Regions from separate parts of the Mus musculus genome. Here region 1 is linked to region 2. A link is a contact called in public Hi-C data. All regions are on one chromosome and are shown on one strand. The core of a region is the stretch at or near the end of the contact, and the rest is flanking DNA. Distances in the headings are between cores, read along the strand shown.

The links. A called contact is a pair of places that touch in the nucleus more often than the background predicts.
Region 1: a contact with region 2 is called in a Hi-C map of bone marrow-derived macrophages, with 59 read pairs. The contact joins the promoter of Wnt11 here to the enhancer-like site in region 2. A contact is called at or near these places in 18 of 39 promoter capture datasets (the 3T3-L1 cell line, the C10 cell line, the HPC-7 cell line and 12 more), 2 of 15 datasets of contacts at CTCF or cohesin (embryonic stem cells and pro-B cells), 44 of 484 Hi-C or Micro-C datasets (B cells, the BV-2 cell line, the C2C12 cell line and 30 more), 25 of 115 datasets of contacts at active chromatin or transcription factors (Th17 cells, bone marrow-derived dendritic cells, bone marrow-derived macrophages and 14 more) and 3 of 9 other capture datasets (adipose tissue, liver and pancreatic islet).

Annotation. Positions count from the first base shown.
Region 1 is chr7:98,836,796-98,840,409 of GRCm38.p6, reverse strand. It overlaps Wnt11 (wingless-type MMTV integration site family, member 11), which reads right to left and starts at 1,565. Exons shown (of 5, transcript NM_009519.2): 1 at 1,220-1,565. The coding sequence starts at 1,302.
Region 2 is chr7:98,767,810-98,771,157 of GRCm38.p6, reverse strand. It overlaps Gm33720 (a long non-coding RNA gene), which reads right to left. Exons shown (of 3, transcript XR_378355.1): 2 at 1,847-1,927; 3 at 1,317-1,431. Among named protein-coding and RNA genes, the nearest start is that of Gm33720, 6.5 kb to the right of the region's middle. Within about 2 kb of position 1,562, at least 67 of the 459 cell types and tissues checked have an H3K27ac peak or open chromatin away from gene starts, as enhancers often do. A contact at or near this core is called in CD8 T cells, the HPC-7 cell line, Th17 cells and 9 more, where this site is marked.

The sequences.
Region 1 (3,614 bases), core at 316-2,815, 69 kb before region 2:
CCTGGTCTGTAAAGCAATGGCTGAAGGGGCTTCTCTCACTGACTTGTGCCCAGCCCAATAAGCAAGAGTGCCTGACAGCAGCAGGAGGAGGTTCGAAGGAGCCTGGCCCAGGACAGACCCCCTTTCTTGTAAACCAGAAGTACAAGAAGATGGGATTTCCCTCCCGAATTATTTAATCAAGAACTCAGCACCAGAAAAGGCTGGACCAGGAACCTCCAGTTTTCCAGAGGTTCAGTGTGTTGCAGTAATTCCTTCTTCAAAGCGAATTCCTGGACCGACCCTCTTCAGTGCCCATAATCTATCAATCCCTTGTTTGATCTGCAGGCTCCCTAACCATGACCTGAGCAAGGCAGACACATTCCTGTTCTTGACTCTCCCACTCCGGGCACTGTACTCTGAGAGTGTCCTCCATATCTCCTACCTGCCAAACTCCTCACTTGTGCAGCCAAAAGTGGCAGCCTCTAGAAAATCTCTGTAACCCTCATGGGTGACCCAACCAGGCTGCCCTCCTCCGAGCCCCGGAGCCTCCACTCTTACAACCCCTGGAAAGTTATTTACAGCCCGGGCTTATCTCTCCCAGCCCAGGGACAGATCCTTCAGGAAGGGGCTGCCTTTCCCCATATCCCACTCCTTTCACACTGCCTACGGCAGCCACCACAGGAGGAACTAGCACTGCACGAGGAAACCAGGAAAATTGCCCCCAGCGACCATTTATCCTTCCAGGACATCCCTTAGCTTCGGACCTTCAGCAGCTCTTTAGGGAGTCTCCAATCAGATCCCAAGGAGCCGGTACTAACTATCCTTCTGACAGACCGAGTACTCGGAGGCCCCAGAAGGTGACACTTCCCCCAAGGTCCCCAGGTGGAAGGGGTCAAAACTCTCTTAGCAGACCTCCTGGAGGCTGACAGGCCATGATCCCGAACTGGACCCTGTGTCCTGAACTGAGCAGACTCTCTCTGAGTTGTGCCACTTGGAGAGGATGTTTCCCTAGTCCCTCACTGGCCTTTGAGCAACCCTGGCCTGGATGAGAAAATCCGCTCACCCACTTCGCAAGCCCGCGGAGGGTAAGAACAGCATATCACAGAAGAAGTCGCCGAGCTAAGAACGGCTCGCCCACGACGCCCAAGCCAACTTAGCCTCGCAGATTTTGGTGGGCTCACCCAACCTCTCCAGCTTCTCGCCCAATGGCCCATTGGAGTGAAAACGGAGTCCTACTTACAGCCACTTGATGCCATAGCACACGCCGGTGTGGAGCGCCAAGGCAAAGAGCAGAGCCTCGCAGACCTGCGGCCGCGCCCTCATCGTCGCGCGCGCCCGGCGCTCCCGGGGGTCGCACCCTGCAGGAGCCGCACCGAACTCCGCCGCCTGCAGGCCACCGCTGCTGTTCCTGCGCGCACGCCGCCTGCAATCACGGAGAACAGGGCGGCGGGTTAAGGCGGCGCGCGGGCTGGGAGGCGTTTTATTCAAATTACAAAGGAGGGGTCGGGCCGGGGAGGCTGAGCGAGGAAGGAGTCCGCTCTCTCCCCGAACCGCCCGAGACCCGCCGGCGTCAGGCTCGGATTAGGTGAGACCCTAGCGCGGCCGAGGGCGTGTCGCCCAGGGCAGATCAGGGTTGAGCGGCCCAGGAAGGACAGGGTGAAGCAGATAGGAGGTTCTCGGGAGACCCAGCAGAGAGTCTGGAGAGGACCGCAAGGAGGAGACCCCACCACCAGCAGCAGCGCGAAAACCAACTGACGTAGCGACCGCAAGGAGAGGAACTGATCCGGAATATGATTTAGGCTCCTATACTAATCCACGATATCGATTATTAGTTATTGCAGCTTTAATGAGTCTACAGTTTATTCATCTGCGAATGGGGTGATCTGAGCAGAATTCTCCTTTTACAGAGAACAGTCTCCCAGTGTAGCCAGCCATCTTTACTCCTCTCAGACCTGTGATGGGTATTGTCACTCCATCCATCTCAGATGAGGAAACCGAGGCCCAGAGATGTGGAAACATCTGTTCAGTTAGTTGTTAGGCTGTTCAGTTAGTGAGCACCCGTCTGGTGCTGGGCTGTTGAGCTATTTTGTCTACCTGTGCCGGGTAAGCTAAGGGCAGGGAGAACACAGAAGACGGTGCTATTTCTGGGCACCTACTTTCCAGTAAGGGAAGGGGAAACTGCAAAAATGGGGTGGAGGTGGGTGCTCTTTACACACTGAGGCATCTCCAGCGCCTGAAGAGCTACTTCAGACTTGCCACTTCAGTGCCTCGGTCCGGACGAGGCAGCGCCAAAGCTCCCTAGCAGAGCAGGGAAGCTCCAGGCCTGCAAGAGGTTGATTCTGGGACCGCCAGGCGGCGAGCTAGGGCCGCGGAGGAGCCGCCACCCCGCCCGCTTGCAGCCTGCGGAGCTGCTTTCTGAGGCTTGACTCCCTTCTCATCATTCTCACCTCATTAACTCCCTTCCAGGCTTCTCCCAAATTTACCAACACCTGGCATTCGCCCCGAGTCATACACAGCCCCTCTCCTCTCTGGAGCAGCAAGGACAAAGGGATTCCTTCCAAAAGGGTCTACAGAGTCTGAGGAAGGAGGTGCCAGACTTGGGGGGGGGGGGGTCTCTGGAACAGGGAAGAGCGGTTCTCATCTGGCTCTGTGAGTTTGGGCAATTCCTCAACCACCCCAGCCTAAGTTTTCCCTTTTATTAAAAAGCAAAGACCTGGACTCCAGCTTTCTGATCTTCGTCTGATCTTCTCTCTGTATCCGCTATTATTATACATACCTGTGTAGCCTATGCACGCCTGTGTGTTTCAAATGTACAGGCTTGAACACACACACACACACACACACACACACACACACACGTTTGAAACGTCATAGTTTTCTGGGGCCTTCTGGCAGAATCCAGAGGAATTCAAGCAGAAAACCTTGAATTACCCCCCCCCCTTCACAGAGTCCCCCAAGTCTGAAATGCTTGGCACAAACACGACTCCAAGCTGGGGTCTCAACGGGATTTTTGGTGCAGTCCGAATCTTCCTCTTACCTCTTCCGTATCCAGATCTTTCCCTCCCTGTTGGAAGTTTGCACACTTCCCCCAAATCAGAAAAATGTCTGCAGGATCAGATCGCAGAGGAGGGGGGGGGCCTCAAAACACCAGTCATTGTCTCTTTGTTCCCACTTAAAGTGTGGGATCCCCGAAGGCACCCAGAGTTTCTAAGTGGGAAGGGATCGCTAAGTCGCAGAAGGAATCTCAAGGACTTACACCGGGGTATCAATATACGACTCCCAGTGAGAGGAAGGGTGGCCCAAACCGCACAGCAGTCGGTCGGGGACCCAGGCCTCCAGCTATTCCCTGCTCTTCCCAGCAGCTCCAGAGGCCCTAGACTTCTCCTTCCGTCACCCCGGCGCGTTGCTTAAAAGGCACCTTGGTCTCTGGGTACTGATATTATTCTCGTCCTACCTAAGAAGGTCCAGGACAGCCTTGGGAGCCGCTGTGTCACCCTCACCTTGCGCCCAGAGGGTCAGAGCGCATTCGTCGCTCGAAGTCCCCGGTCCGCCAGGGGGAGCTAAGCCTGGGTTCAAAGAAATATCTGCCCCGGCCTCACACAGTGGGACTTCGGGCTCTACTGTTCGCGTCTTGG
Region 2 (3,348 bases), core at 313-2,812:
TTAAGAACTCAATTAAGGACTCAAAATGGAAGATCAAGGACAATTTTCTTAGAGTTTATAGCAAAAACCCCATGGCTGGCAAGCTGTAACCCCCCACAACTGCCCAGAGGGTAGGAATGGAGAGGGGAAGAGAAAAGGCCACACGACGTAAGCTGGTAGGGAGGTCAGATACATGGCAGACAGGCAGCCCCATGGTGGCAGAGAGGCTTTAAACAAAGAGGAAGGAAGGCAGAAATGTTGGAGGGAAAGCCTAAAAAGAAACAATGCTTAGAAAAGAGGTGGAAAGGAGAAGAGAAGTTACACTTTTCTGAATGATTCGGAAAATGGGCAGACATAGATGCTATATGGCTGTTGTTTCTGCTTACATGGACGGTGTCCTGGGACTCAGAAGCCCAGGAACCACAGAGCTCTGAGAGGAAGTTTCCTCAGCAGAGGCGCTGCTGCCCCCAGCTGAGCTGAGACGCTTAGGAGCCTCAGCTCCGCTCAGCTCAGCGACTTCTCTTCCTCCTTCCCTTCTTTGCCTCATTGTTTCTTGTCTTCTTCTGACAAGAGAGTCACACCAGGCAGCAAATTTCATAAAAAGAGATTTATTGGAGGGTCTAGGGTGTACTGGAACACTGCCCCACCTCAGAGGTGGGTGGCTCCTCGGCTCCTGTGTCTCAGAGCCCAGGAGTGGTTGCCTATGGGAGGGGCCTGGCTGCTGGAGCTCCTCCGGTTGGGGGTGGGGGAGGGTGCTAGCCACTTTCCTGCTTTGAGGATTTGCAACCTTTACAAAGGATACAAAGTTTACAAAGTATATTAACATTTACAAAGGGAGTCCACAGCAGGGAAACCCTTTCCTCACACTTGAGTGGTTTGAATATCCAACAGCTATAGCCCCTTGGCTACTACACTAATGGTGGCTTGGGTTGTGGTAGCAAAGGTACCTATCTCATTAAAGAACTAGTTATTCCATCTATCTCTTTAGCATAGCTTAAGGTGAGCCCCCCCCCCGGCCCCACCCCACCCCCTTCTCAGGGGTGGTCCCTTGGCTAAATTGAAGGACTTGGCCTAACTGAAATGTTCCGTATCCACCTAAGCCAGATACTCTAGTCTTTTGACCAGAAGGAATTCTAAATGCTAAAATAGGGGTATGTTTTACAGGGGGAATCAGGACGCCCTTTGAGCTTCTTAGTTTCCTTAGTAATTTAAGAAAGGACTCAAAATGGAAGCTCAAGGACAATTTTCTTAGAGTTTATAGCAAAAACCCTAGCTTGTGGACTGACTGTGATAAACCCATGCCCCTGGGCCTCAGTGTGTCTGTCTGTGAAATGGTGTCATAATTTCCCCGAAGCTCTTCCCATATGGCTTCTGGGCAGTTCCAATTATGAGGGAAGGAGCTCCAGACGTCCTCTGATGTCCCAGCATCCTCCTGGGTTTGGTGCCTGGGTTCTGTGGAGAAAAGGGGGGGGGGGGCTCTCATTTATTCTGTGGTCTCAATGAATCACCTGCACTCAGGCAGGGCCTTACCCAGCCTGCCCCTCTCTGCCCTGCCCTGTCTATCTGAGAAACAGTTCCCCTGGGTCCCCATTGTTCTCAGCCCTTCCCCAGATCACACTCCTAATCCAAGTTCTGGGGACAATGCACATTCCATTCCAGGGAGGCTGGAGCCCCCACCTCTGCCCAGTCTCCTTCAGAGAGGCAGTGGAGCTGGGATCTGTCCCTGAGGAAGGGCCAAGCTACCTGCCTCTCCCACCTCTCCCAGCTCAGGGCCTCTGAAGCTCTTCCAGCTGGCCCTGAAGAGGGCCTGTGTTTCTGGATGCCTTGGCCAGGCCAGGCCTCAATAGGGGGATTCGGCTCCACTCACCTGGACTTGGGCCAGGCTCTTCAGCAGACAGGCTGGGCAGTTCCATATAGCAGTTGCCCTCTTGGGACTTCAGTTCCTACTCTGTGGAGGAAGGTGGAGACAGCTGAGTGTGGTCATGAGCAAACCATAAGCTTTGCCCTCTGGGCCCCTAGGTGCTACTCTTGACTTTGTGGGCCACTGGGCTGCTTCTAGTCCCCTCTGCCACAGAGGATGGTGCCAGCACTTGCCTCTCAGGTGGTGTAAGGTTAGGCGAGCTGGAAAGATACTCCACTGTTATTGACTGTAGGACTGCATCTCCCTGAAGTCACTTGGTGGTCCATGTAATCACCAATGTGATCGAAGGCGGAGCTTTTGGAAGTGATTATTAATGTCATGGGTGGAGCCCTCGTGATGAAATTAGTGCCCCTTTAGGAAGAGACGTTTGGGCCCAGGAGAGGGCTCATTGGGTAAGGGTGCTGTCTGTCAAGCCTGATAATCTGAATTCTTCTGAGAGATGTCCTCTGACCTCCACATGCCTGCCATGGCATTCTGACCCATCTTCCCTAAACACACACACACACACACACACACACACACACACACACACACACACACACACAAATACATGTAAAAAAATAAAAATAAGAAATGGGAATGCCTGTTTCCTTTCTGTTTTCCATCACGTGACACACTGCAAATGGCTGTGTTTGAGCCAGCAGGAGGCCTTCAGTGGTCATGCATCTGCTTGTGCCTTGACCTAGGACTTCTAGTCAGTATCCAGGAAAATGTCCATTGGTACTAAGTGCTGTGGCATGCGCCTGTACTCTCTACTCTGGAGGCAGAGGCAGGAGGGATGCTGCAAAGTTGAAGCCAGCCTGGTCTACATAGGGAGTTACAGGCTAGCCAGGGCGGCATACTGAGACCCTCTCTCAAAACATCCAAATCAAACAAGCACAACTCCAAAACAAAACAACACAAAACAAAACAAAAGCCACACAACAGCAAAACCGACCAAACAACAACAAATACACAGGGTCAACTACTTCTGTGGAATCACGTTAGAGTGGTCCAAACTCAGACCCACAGAGACGTCTAGGTGTGCCACCCACGTGGCACGTGGCTGTCTAGTAATCACCCACATACCCACATACACCAGCTCTGGAGCCCCCAACTTCAGCCCCTTTTTGCCTGGGACAGACATCTAGCTTCACTGTTAAGCAGAAGGGATGGGTGATGGAATAGAGGGTGGTAATAGAGGGTGCCTTAGGGCAGCTGTCCTGAGCCTGGGACCACCTGTTCCAGCCTCCCAGGGGGATGCAATGACCTTCCCTCCCCTACCAGCTTTGATCTGTGGGGTCCCTAAGGTGATGAAAGCAGTTTGGGTCTCCTCTCCCCTCAGTTTATCCCACGACGTCCTCTCAGGGACAGAATCTCTGTCAGAAAGCCCTTTCAGGGATATGATTTTCAACATTCCAGATGGAGCAACCCTTATGTTGTGGTGACCCCTTCTTTGCTACTTCATA